Linked DNA regions of Mus musculus: regions 1, 2 and 4 are each linked to region 3. Evidence: chromatin contacts called from public HiChIP or PLAC-seq and promoter capture Hi-C data. All regions are on one chromosome and are shown on one strand. Each heading gives the region's core, a stretch centred on a gene start, on an enhancer-like site or on the middle of the called end of the contact. The rest is flanking DNA. Distances are from core to core; before and after follow the strand shown.

What was found. Promoter capture Hi-C pulls out the DNA fragments that hold promoters and counts their contacts. HiChIP or PLAC-seq counts read pairs in DNA pulled down with a chosen protein or histone mark.
Region 1: a promoter capture Hi-C map of 3T3-L1-derived adipocytes shows a contact between it and region 3, with 2.5 times the contacts expected there. The contact joins the enhancer-like site here to the promoter of Scd1 in region 3. A contact is called at or near these places in 19 of 39 promoter capture datasets (the 3T3-L1 cell line, 3T3-L1-derived adipocytes, the C10 cell line and 11 more), 3 of 15 datasets of contacts at CTCF or cohesin (the NIH/3T3 cell line, embryonic stem cells and large pre-B cells), 28 of 484 Hi-C or Micro-C datasets (CD4 T cells, CD4 single positive thymocytes, CD8 T cells and 18 more), 15 of 115 datasets of contacts at active chromatin or transcription factors (the 230-238 cell line, the NIH/3T3 cell line, the SCID.adh cell line and 8 more) and 3 of 9 other capture datasets (adipose tissue, liver and macrophages).
Region 2: an H3K27ac HiChIP or PLAC-seq map of embryonic stem cells shows a contact between it and region 3, with 11 read pairs. The contact joins the enhancer-like site here to the promoter of Scd1 in region 3. A contact is called at or near these places in 5 of 39 promoter capture datasets (the 3T3-L1 cell line, the C10 cell line, cranial neural crest and 2 more), 1 of 15 datasets of contacts at CTCF or cohesin (the NIH/3T3 cell line), 10 of 484 Hi-C or Micro-C datasets (B cells, cerebral cortex, cortical neurons and 6 more), 9 of 115 datasets of contacts at active chromatin or transcription factors (the 230-238 cell line, bone marrow-derived macrophages, embryonic stem cells and 3 more) and 2 of 9 other capture datasets (adipose tissue and liver).
Region 4: a contact with region 3 is called in an HNF4G HiChIP or PLAC-seq map of pancreatic cancer cells. The contact joins the enhancer-like site here to the promoter of Scd1 in region 3. A contact is called at or near these places in 9 of 39 promoter capture datasets (the 3T3-L1 cell line, the C10 cell line, the HPC-7 cell line and 6 more), 1 of 15 datasets of contacts at CTCF or cohesin (large pre-B cells), 8 of 484 Hi-C or Micro-C datasets (Th2 cells, double positive thymocytes, embryonic cerebral cortex and 5 more), 16 of 115 datasets of contacts at active chromatin or transcription factors (the 230-238 cell line, the SCID.adh cell line, bone marrow-derived macrophages and 10 more) and 3 of 9 other capture datasets (adipose tissue, liver and pancreatic islet).

What each region holds. Positions count from the first base shown.
Region 1 is chr19:44,173,702-44,176,401 of GRCm38.p6, reverse strand. The region is part of intron 2 of Pkd2l1 (polycystic kidney disease 2-like 1); the gene reads left to right. Among named protein-coding and RNA genes, the nearest start is that of Pkd2l1, 17 kb to the left of the region's middle. Within about 2 kb of position 1,396, at least 7 of the 459 cell types and tissues checked have an H3K27ac peak or open chromatin away from gene starts, as enhancers often do. A contact at or near this core is called in 3T3-L1-derived adipocytes, where this site is marked.
Region 2 is chr19:44,265,882-44,268,581 of GRCm38.p6, reverse strand. No RefSeq gene overlaps it. Among named protein-coding and RNA genes, the nearest start is that of Gm35183, 4.9 kb to the left of the region's middle. Within about 2 kb of position 1,436, at least 306 of the 459 cell types and tissues checked have an H3K27ac peak or open chromatin away from gene starts, as enhancers often do. A contact at or near this core is called in the 230-238 cell line, B cells, adipose tissue and 13 more, where this site is marked.
Region 3 is chr19:44,406,398-44,409,097 of GRCm38.p6, reverse strand. It overlaps Scd1 (stearoyl-Coenzyme A desaturase 1), which reads left to right and starts at 1,389. Exons shown (of 6, transcript NM_009127.4): 1 at 1,389-1,712; 2 at 2,338-2,611. The coding sequence starts at 1,689.
Region 4 is chr19:44,224,603-44,227,302 of GRCm38.p6, reverse strand. The region is part of intron 2 of Scd3 (stearoyl-coenzyme A desaturase 3); the gene reads right to left. It also overlaps a transcript of Pkd2l1 not described here. Among named protein-coding and RNA genes, the nearest start is that of Scd3, 23 kb to the right of the region's middle. Within about 2 kb of position 1,417, at least 39 of the 459 cell types and tissues checked have an H3K27ac peak or open chromatin away from gene starts, as enhancers often do. A contact at or near this core is called in the HPC-7 cell line, the SN4741 cell line, bone marrow-derived macrophages and 1 more, where this site is marked.

The DNA of each region.
Region 1 (2,700 bases), core at 147-2,646, 230 kb after region 3:
AAGGAGATACGTTGAGGGGTGCTGTGGAATATATAGAAGTGTCAACTCTTTGGACGCTAGTCCAGCTGTTCTCAACCTTCCTAATGCTGCGACCCAAAAAAATACAGTTCTTCATTGTTGTGGTGACCCCCCCCCAACCATAAAATTATTTCACTGCTGCTTCATAACTGTAATTTTGCTACTGTTATGAATTATAATGTAAATACCTTATATGCAGTTGGTCTTAGGTGACCCCTGTGAAAGAGTCATTCAACCCCTGAAAGAGGTCACAGCTCACGGGTTGAGAACCACTGCTGAAGAGACCAGTAGAAGAGTGAAGGCTGTATATGCAGGGTGGCTGTCTGTGTCAGGGTGGAAGAGACCCCAGACAGCCCGAGAACCTGTGACCTGAACATTCGTCCTGACTTAGGAGAGGACAAAGGGCTCTGGATCTCGAAATGTGAAAATATTTGATTTCCTTGCAATTTCATTTCTGCAATTCTTTGAGACGTCTGGATATCAGTCCTTTGTCTGAAGTATTAAAGGTGTCCTTACACTTGGCTGTCTGCGAGCTCCCCGGTACTCCCTTTGCTATACAGAAACCCTTTGTTTTCATGTAATCTCCAGTCTGTTAAGATTTGGGGTTAGTTTCTTGGCTGTTGGTGGTCTCTTTTAAAAGTTTTTTCCCCCCTGGGACTGGAGTGATGACTCAGCAATGAAGAATATTTATTGCTCTCCCAGAAGACCTGAGTTTGATTCCTAACACCCACATTAGGTGGCTCACAGGCTTTGTATCTCCAGCTTCAGGGGGATTCCATGCCTCTAGCTTTCACCGGCAAAGCACACACACGTGCCCATACCCACCTCTTCCCTCTGCAACACATCCATACACATAGCTAAGAATAATAAAAACATATTTTAAATAAGCAAGGTTCATAACCACACAGTGTACAAGGGGTCATTTTTTTTTTTAGAAAAAAAAAACCCATTCACTTTCTTTAAAAAAATTTTTTTTAATTACTGTTACTATGGTGTGTGTGTGTGTGTGTGTGTGTGTGTTGTATGCAGGTGTGCAAGTGCCAACTGTACATGTGAAGGGCAAAAGACAGCTATCAGGAGTTAGTTCTCTCCTTCTACCTGGCTTCAGGGGACTGGACTCTCACCACCAGTCTTTTACAAGTGCTTTAACCCACCAAGCTGTCTTGCCAGCCGGAAACAACCAGTTTCTGACATAAGAATGGAGCAGGTCCAAAAAGAACTTAGACATTTTGCTTTCTAGGCGACCCAGCTCTTCAGAGGTCTTGCCAGCTCGTGCGGGAAATGGATCCTGATCTTGCCCAAGGAGAGGCTGGCAGAGCACAGTTGTGTTCGGTGGTAACTGGGGGCAGGAAGGCGCTCTGCAGCGCTAGGTGACCTGGGTTGTAGTTCCTGGGAAAGTACAGCCCACAGCACTGTGCTGACTGCTTGCTGCTCTGAGCTGGGCTCCTCTCCCATCAGTTCAAAAGGGAGGACTGGACTCCAAGCCCAGGAGAGGATAAAATCATGCTGTTACTCAAGTTCATGACGATGACAATGTTTAATAACAATTACAACATTCAGACTTCTTTAATAACAACGTATTTCTATGTCCTGCCCATGTCTAAAGGGAACATAGGTGGGGCATGCAGAAGAACATTAAAAAAAAAAGCACAGCTCTAATAAAATATAACCCACTAGAAATATAATAGAAGACATAGCACAAGAGCTAGAAAAAGATAAGAGAGAAAGATAAATTGTACCAGAAAACTTACAATAAATAAAGACTCTTAAGGAGAACAATGCCCGAGGTTCCTGGGCAGTCAAAGAAAAGAAGAAAATACAAGTAATTTGCATAGTGTCCAATGTTGAGTATGGAAAATTTTTTAAAAGCACATTGATTAATAACAAGATGTAAATAAACTTCAGGAGCATTGGTGTTGATTATGTTTATATTTAGTACATGGGCTATAAAATTGATTTTTAAATGTTAAAAATGAAAGCTACTTTTATAAATTGCCTCTCATAATCCATGTTTAATACTCATAAAGTAAATATATTTATATTTATATATATGGCATATATGGCTTTACCTATAAGACAGTTTGGGAGTGCTCAGAATGAATAGCAGGCATGCACATAAAATTTTACCAACAGTTTGTTTGGTCAGAGGGTCCCATTAGTATAGTTAAAAATGTCTTGATTGAATCTGGCATTCCTTTTAAGGTAGTGAAGTGTTGAATTTACCAAGTCTCACTGCAACTCACTGTCTGACTCAGACACTAAACTCTGGAGTTTGCTCATGAGGAAACTTAAAAACATAATCTTGCATAATCTTGGGTGTTTGGATTAATTCTTTTAATGAATTTTTTGGGAATTTCTTGTATTGAGGTTTGACCATTTTTACTGCCTCCTCCAACTCCTCCCTGATCCATCCCCTGTCTAAAGATTAACTTTTAGAAGTCAGAGTATTCTGTCAGAAGGATCTACTGTGGTTAGTGGTCCTTTCATGTAGTACATACAGTATGGTAGCAAAAAACAAAACAAACAAACAAACAAAAACTCTGGTCTCTGTGGTAAGAGAGATGGGAGTCTGAATGCCTGAATTTTGAAGAACTGATATGTATGTATGTATGTATGTATGTATGTATGTATCTGTGACATACATGTGACATACATGTATGACCCTGTGACAGGGTCTCTCTC
Region 2 (2,700 bases), core at 187-2,686, 140 kb after region 3:
AGAGTACCCACTGCTCTTCCGAAGGTCCTGAGTTCAAATCCCAACAACCACATGGTGGCTCACAACCACCCATAATGAGATCTGACACCCTCTTCTGGTGCATCTGAACACAGCTAAAGTGTACTTATGTATAATAATAAATAAATCTTTAAAAACACACACACAAGTAAATCAATATCACTCTTTCCCTCCTGTGTGTCACTAGTTTTATGTCACCTTGACACAAGCTAGAATCATCGGAGAGGAGGGAGCCTTGGCTGAGAAAAATCTCTCCATAAGAACAATCCAAATGAAACTGAGTAAGAAATAAGCAAGGTGTGTGTGTGTGTGTGTGTATGTATGTATGTATATATACACATATACACATATATACATACATATATATGTATACACACACACACACATATCTTTATGTTGGTGGACAGAGGTGCCTTAAATTGGGTCCCACAGTGTATGCTGGTGACAGGCCTCTTCAGGGGACTTCTTGGTGCCGGAGCTGGAGTGTGGTAAAGCGAGAACACCCACACGGAGAGAGAGAGACAGCCTGGTATGTGGTGTTCAACTCCACATTCAGTGAAGATGCACGTTTACTGAAAGGGGATTGCTAATGAGCTTCAGGGAAACTTCCTTCTGGAAAGGGCTAAAGTTTGGGGATGAGGATGGGGGTGGGGGTTGTGCCCACTACTTTTGGTCCTAGAAGTCTGACTGGTGTGAGGATTCTAAATTAAGAACTAATTTTCAAGGTTGTGGCGTATACCAAGGGTATGGCGTATATGTTAAGGCAAAGGGAAAGCCACACCGTCATCTTGTATTTGAGTGTTACTAGCTCGCTTTATAAACCCAGGTAAGTGGGCCTGGGGAGATGGCACCCACGTAACAGCATGACTTAAGTAGAAGCCCTTCTGCAGTCCCAGCGCTTGGAAGACTGAGTCTCTCTCTCTCTCTCTCTCTCTCTCTCTCTCTCTCTCTCTCTCTCTCTCTCTCTCTCTCACACACACACACACACACACACACACACGCGCGCGCGCGCGCGCGCGCCAGGGGCTAGCTGTAGCTAAGTTGAGCTGCAAGCATTCGAATCTTTCATCCCCGGTGACATCAGCCTGGAACGCTCTGGAACACTTGGCTGGCTTGCTTTCTCTCATGCTTTCACGACCCAGTCTTCCGTATGCTTTGCTGAGGTGGCACTCTGCCTCCTACGTGACCGCCTTGCCCTGCCCTGTTTAGTCTGCTCCCGCGACCTCCAACGCAGCGGAGGACCAGAGCCCACACCCAAGGTCTCTGCGTTCCTCCCTGGCGGAGAGGGAGGACTGGGGGGCGGGGGTGGAGGGTAGTTACAGCATCCCTTAGAAACTCCCTCAGCTCCAAACAGGAGGGCGACCGCAAGATGCAGGGGCACCTCCCGAACCAGAGGCGGCGCCTCCTGATGGGCGCGGACTCGGGCAGAGTCGCAGCGCGGCTGCTGATTGGCTGTGCGGAGTCAGGCGCTGTGGGCCGAGTGGACGGGTGTGACCCTGGGGGCTCTGAGTGATGGGCCGCGACTCGGGCGGCTCCCAGTGTTGACCTGGGTGTGGGCTGGCTGAGGGCCAGGGTAGGAGTGTGAGCACCGCCTGCGGTAGGGCAGCGATGCGGCCTATCGCGCAGTCGCTGCCCTCCTCCCCGGGATGCTCTGAGGGCTTTAATGGGGCATTCGCTCAGCACTAAGTGCTGAAGGACCGGAAGGACGGTAGTTTTGCTGGGGTTACAGGTATGCCTGAGGTGACCCCACAGAAAGTTAAATAGTTTATTACATACAAACAAATTAATCCTGGATATGTACACAAATCGAACCAAAGCAGATACCCAAATATTGGTGCGCAAATATTTGCAGCGCTTTTTACACTTGCCAAAAGGTGGAGCCAGCTCAGTTGTTGATCCGTCGATGAACTGGCTGAGGTAGACACTTTAAGTGCTTAGTAGGCAATACCAAGGAGTGGAGTATTACTTGAATGAAATGGGGACACCAAGGTATTGTTGAGGAGAAAGTCTTTACTCTAGAGGGAGAATACAGCCAGAGGCATCTGGAAGGGTCCAGAGCAGACTAAATATGGCCAGCAGAGAACCAGGCCATCGAGGAGGGAGAAAAGTGGAGAGCAAGAGAAAGAGGGACCCAAGGTGACCAAGACCCAAGAGGGCAACGAGGACAATGGCTAAAATAGCAGGGTTATATAGGAACGAGAAGCTTGGGGTCGGGGTCGGGGGAGCCCAAGAGTTGGGGAAGTTTAGGGTAGGGGCCAGGAGAGAGCGGAGAGGAATCTCAGGCACTGAGCCCCGAGATCAGCAGACGCTTTGATATGCTAATAGGCACCACAGGTGGCCAACTGTCTTGAGTTTTCTTTTGAACCTGACACCACTGATTTATGCTACACACTGGGTGATTGCCTGGCAAACCTTGCTGGGAGTGGGGGGTGGTAGCACATGTGGGTTATCAATTGTTTAACTCCCTATCCTTGAAGTACAAGGCAAGCGGGTACCTCCTAGGCCAGCACCGTTGGTTTTTTTTTGTTTTTTGTTTTTGCTAAGGGTGGGGAAAAGTTGGCTTGTGGCTGATAAGATTAGGTGTCACTGGCAAATGGTTTTAAGAGTTTTGGGTGATGAACTGTTGTAGAGGGCCTTGGTGGCCAGTCTGATTGACAGAGCTAGTTCTAAGACAGCCAAGGA
Region 3 (2,700 bases), core at 140-2,639:
AGGCAGAAGAAAAGCGAGAAGAGGAAAAAAAGAAAAGAACTCACTATGTAGACCAGGCTGCATTTGGCTTTTTGAGACAGAGTTTCTTTGTGTAGCCCTGGCTGTCCTGGAACTCACCTTGTAGACCAGGCTGGCCTTGAACTCAGAAATCCGCCTGCCTCTGCCTCCTGAGTGCTGGGATTAAAGGCATGCGCCACCATGCCAGGCCTGCCTTTACCTTTGAGCCACTCATCTGATACTCAATTCCTAGCTCCACCATACACTGGCTAAGCGTGACCACAGGTAACCTCAACTCTTTTAAATTTCACTTCCTTTTTAAAAAGACCGAGGAGCTGGACCCAGCTCAAAGGCAGACACAGATCTATGAAGCTTGAGGCCAGTTTGGTCTACACTGTGAGTTCCAGGACAGTCAGAGCTTCAGAGACCTTGTCTAAAAAGAAACCAATAACAGTAAGTACCAAGGAATACCTACTGCTCAGGGTCAGTGTGGGTTCAACAAAAAGGAAATTCTTGAGACTTCTTAGGGATCGCAAAGTGCCTGTTTGCTATTCGCACCGCACACTCAGGCCCTTTGATTCCTTAGTCCCTTTTCTTGGAATCTCAACGTGAGGATCTAAGGAGCTCTCAAACGTCCCGTCCCGTTTGAGGAGAAGCAGCTAGGATTGGGCTCTGGCTCCCAGCAGAGGCGGTCCCCGGCAGACGGAGCCCAATGAGTGAGTGCAGTTGTAACTCAGCGTGTGCTGTCAAGAACGCAGCAGCAACCGGATGCTGGCTGAAGGGATACACTATTGTTTTCCCGGGTCAGAGCCCTGGGCGCACCCTCATATCCCAGTCTCCCGGGGTTTCTCTTTGCTGGTGCCTGGAAGTGGGGGTAGATGTGAAGTTAGACCGAGTTGTGAGTGGCGGTAGCCAGTGTCTTCCTCACTTCTTTCGATGCGATTTCCCCAGTGAACCATTTGCTAAGCGCCAGACCAAAGTCCTAGGCTTGCACACAATTCCTACTTGGAATCACGTTATCCTGCTCTTAAAGAAAAGTCACCCATCAGCCCACAGCAAAGAGGATAAGGAGAAAAAGAGGGGAGGAGAGAGCGAGAAGCTAGAGGCAGAGGGAACAGCAGATTGCGCCTAGCCAATGGAAAAGGCAGGACAAGGTGGCACCAAATTCTCTTTGGCCAATGACAAGACGGGCTTCACAGGAGGCACATTAGCATTTATCCCCAGGCAGGGGGTTGGAGCAGCGCGCCCTGTTGATGCCTTCAGCATCCCGGCGCCTCCAAGGTCTACTCTGGAATCTACTTGGCTTTCTTTCCCGTTCTTGGTCCCGCCCTCTCTCTCTCCCTCCCTCCCTCCCTCCCTCCCTTCCTCCCTCCCTCCCTCCCTCCCTCCCTCACCTCCACGCCTGGCTTCCTTGGCTAGCTATCTCTGCGCTCTTTACCCTTTGCTGGCAGCCGATAAAAGGGGGCTGAGGAAATACTGAACACGGTCATCCCATCGCCTGCTCTACCCTTTAAAATCCCAGCCCAGGGAGATCTGTGCACAGCCAGACCGGGCTGAACACCCATCCCGAGAGTCAGGAGGGCAGGTTTCCAAGCGCAGTTCCGCCACTCGCCTACACCAACGGGCTCCGGAACCGAAGTCCACGCTCGATCTCAGCACTGGGAAAGTGAGGCGAGCAACTGACTATCATCATGCCGGCCCACATGCTCCAAGAGGTGAGCTTCCAGAAGCGGCCCTCGCTCCTTGCACTGGCCACGCAGCTAGGTGACTGGTCCCGGGAGGAGAAAGTTGAGAGTTCTCCGGACTACTGGGCTTTCTCGAATTCTGACGTGACCGGTTGGTTGAGAGGTGTAGATTGTAATTTGGGCAGATGAGTCCCAACTTTCGTGCCTTTAGCTTTAAAGCAGCGGTTCTCAATTTTCAAGATGCTGCGATCCTTTATTTACTACAGTTTTTCATGTTGTGGTGACCCCCTCCCCCCCAACCATAAAATGATTTCGTTGCTACTTCATAACTTTAATTTTGGTACTGTTTTGAATCGTAATGTAAATATCTGTTTTCCGATGGTCTTGGGCTGCCCCTCTGAAAGGGACATTTGACCCCCAAAGGGGCTGAGCGTGAGACACAGGTTAAGAACCGCTGCTTTAAAGAAAAGCCCGTCCTACCGATACTTGTATAACTTACACGGGGATCCCTTTGTGTGTTACTGAGGCTATAAATGTTTCATTCTTCTTTCCTATTTCTCTCTCTCTCTCTCTCTCACACACACAACACACAGAGAGAGACAGAGAGAGAGAGCCCCACAGATCGGCCTCCCCCGACTGAATTTTTTCTTTGCAGATCTCCAGTTCTTACACGACCACCACCACCATCACTGCACCTCCCTCCGGAAATGAACGAGAGAAGGTGAAGACGGTGCCCCTCCACCTGGAAGAAGACATCCGTCCTGAAATGAAAGAAGATATTCACGACCCCACCTATCAGGATGAGGAGGGACCCCCGCCCAAGCTGGAGTACGTCTGGAGGAACATCATTCTCATGGTCCTGCTGCACTTGGGAGGCCTGTACGGGATCATACTGGTTCCCTCCTGCAAGCTCTACACCTGCCTCTTCGGTGAGCAGCGCCCCTTGTCTTGGGCCAGTGCCTCAGATTTCTCTTTGCTCTCTAATAAGGTACCCTCTGACCCAAGGCAGTGGCTGCTC
Region 4 (2,700 bases), core at 168-2,667, 180 kb after region 3:
CATATATGTTCCCTCATTCTCTAGGTCTTTGGATATAGGATCCAGAATATGGAAAATACTTTGGCCACCCTTCAGGTATATGCCTGCCCCTCAGTTGAAGACCCTGACTTGCAGGGGACATGGTGTGTGCTTTTGTGATATGTGGGGCGATAAAGCATTAGCTTCCTGGGTAACTGATAAAGATAAGTATATTCAGCCACAGAAGGTTGAGTCAGTCTAGAAAACTTGGGAAGACCAACCCCACTCAAATTAAGATAAAAATGATACAAATGATTTATGAGATACAGGGTAGATTTGGGGGCTCCTCCTTTATGCATCTGGTAATGACCCTGGGATGATATTCACCATCCAGAGAGTCCAGGTCACTAGGAACAGGGTCTTAGACATCAGTGGTTCCAAGAGAATGTTAATGCCCTCTCCCTGTCCTAGAAAGGACAAGGTCTCTCTGCTTATATAAGATATCGGTCTCAGTACCTGCAACACCGTAATAATGTACAGATGCTAATGCAGGAGTTTCCCCTTACTCTTTAGTACCGCCAAAAGGCACTTGGTTTGCTTGTGCCTTGGCACTGACCCCCTGTATCAGTCCCTTTAGCATCACTGAAACTTCTGAATTTTGCATACTTGTACATCTGTAGCCTCTGGTACAGTATTATCCTGGAGAAGGAGGTTAGGGACACCTGGGACTTCTACACCATTCCCAGATGGCCAGGGCAGTGCCAACACTAATAATGCCTTTCCTAAAAAGCATGAGCATAGCAAGACCTACCAGCATGAGAGAAGCAACACTTATGAAGGGAGATCAAAATGTCAAACATTTAAGCCAACAAAGACTGATATAAAAGTTTGTCCTCCTGGCCTCAGAAAAGAATTTTTTTTTCTGAGACAGGGTTTCTCTGTGTAGCCCTGACTGTCCTAGAACTCACTCTGTAGACCAGGCTGACCTCAAACTCAGAAATTTGCCTGCCTCTGCCTCCCAAGTGCTGGGATTAAAGGCATGCGCCACCACGCCCAGCATCAGAAAAGAAAAATTTTGAGTCAATGATTTGACTCATTGGGACAGCTCAAAAAAGGGTGGAATGCTATGGTTTGACACCTCCCCCTCCAAGCATAGCTGTAGCCATTTTGTACCATGCCTGTCAGCTATTTCATATTGTTGCTGTAACATGCCTGCCAGATACACAGAAGTGACTTGGCTCAAGGACATACTGACCACATACTGTTTTGTTCTGTATGTTCTGAATGTGCGGTATGAGTTTTGCTAATCTTAAGAAATTCCACAAAGCTTTGTGTAGGACCCATCAAATCAAAGGACAATTTGAACTGTTATGTCTGAAATCACTTGAGTCAGAGCTGACCACCCGGCAGTACTTCCTGTGTGTGAACTCACTGTGGCTTTTGTGGTTTTATCCTTTGTGAGCTGACAGGAAAAGATATCTGTTGTCATAGTTCTGATAATTCTGGGCTCTGTTCCTGATCTGACCAGTATTAAAGTGCAGTCAATAACTATTCTGAGTAGTTAACTGAGATCAGTGTTCACGCCGTTTGTGTGGCGATGTCTGAACACCAACAGTCTCTAGCTATTTACTATCCTGGTAAGTATGTTGATGAAGTTAAAAGCTAAGTGTTCATGCAGGGTCCGAGCACTGATCCAGTCTCAGCTGTATCATACATTTCATAGGAATGCAGCACTCCAACTCAAAGCCTACAAGATCAGTCTCTCTAATGCGGAGTGGACACTGGGTGTACCCATCTGTTGCTCAGATTGGTAGAACTAGGAGGTGGGACTGAGGCCTTGTTAGTACCTAAAGGCCATCTGGAAACCATAGAACCTCTGCGGCTACAGAACTTAGCTGAGATTGGAGATACCAAACATTGCACAAACTGCTATGTGTCCCTCTGTATCAAGAGTTAACGGTTTTCTAAGTGGTCTCTTTCCTCCTCTCTTCTGCCTCCTGTGTGTCATCTGGTCCTTCTATAGGACCTCAGGACAACCATAGAGATGGTGTCTGCCCTAGGGAAGGGCTGACCGTATCCTTCTGAACTGGGATGAGGCCTCAGATGGTTTGCAGCCTCTGACTCAGTGGTGACTGGGGTCTTCCCATGAAGAGGATCTAACTGTACCTGGACAGAGAAGCCAGTGGAGGGCAAACCCTGACGTCACAGGAGGAAAGGGAAGGAAGGCTTAAAGCAGAGCCAGAGTACCAAGAAAAGTGTCCGAATCTGCTCCACACTGCAGATCACCAAGGCGCATTGGCTCCAGAGTACAGACAATGCTATCTTAACAGGGGTGCTGGAGTGACAGTCCTCGTGACATGGAGTCATGATCTTATTCTGCCAATTGCTTTGGTCACGAAGGTTGTATTAGTCAGGGTTCTCTAGAGTCACAGAACTTATGGATAGTCTCTAGATAGTAAAGGAATTTATTGATGACTTACAGTCGGCAGCCCAATTCCCAACAATTGTTCAGTCGCAGCTGTGAATGGAAGTCCAAGGATCTAGCAGTTACTCAGTCTCACGCAGCAAGCAGGCGAAGGAGCAAGGGCTCGAGCTAGACTCCCTTCTTCCAATGTCCTTATATTGTCTCCAGCAGAAGGTGGAGCCCAGATTAAAGGTGTGTTCCACCACACCTTTAATCCCAGATGAAAGGCGTAGCCCAGATTAAAGGTGTGTTCCTTAAACTCGGAGATTCAATCTTCT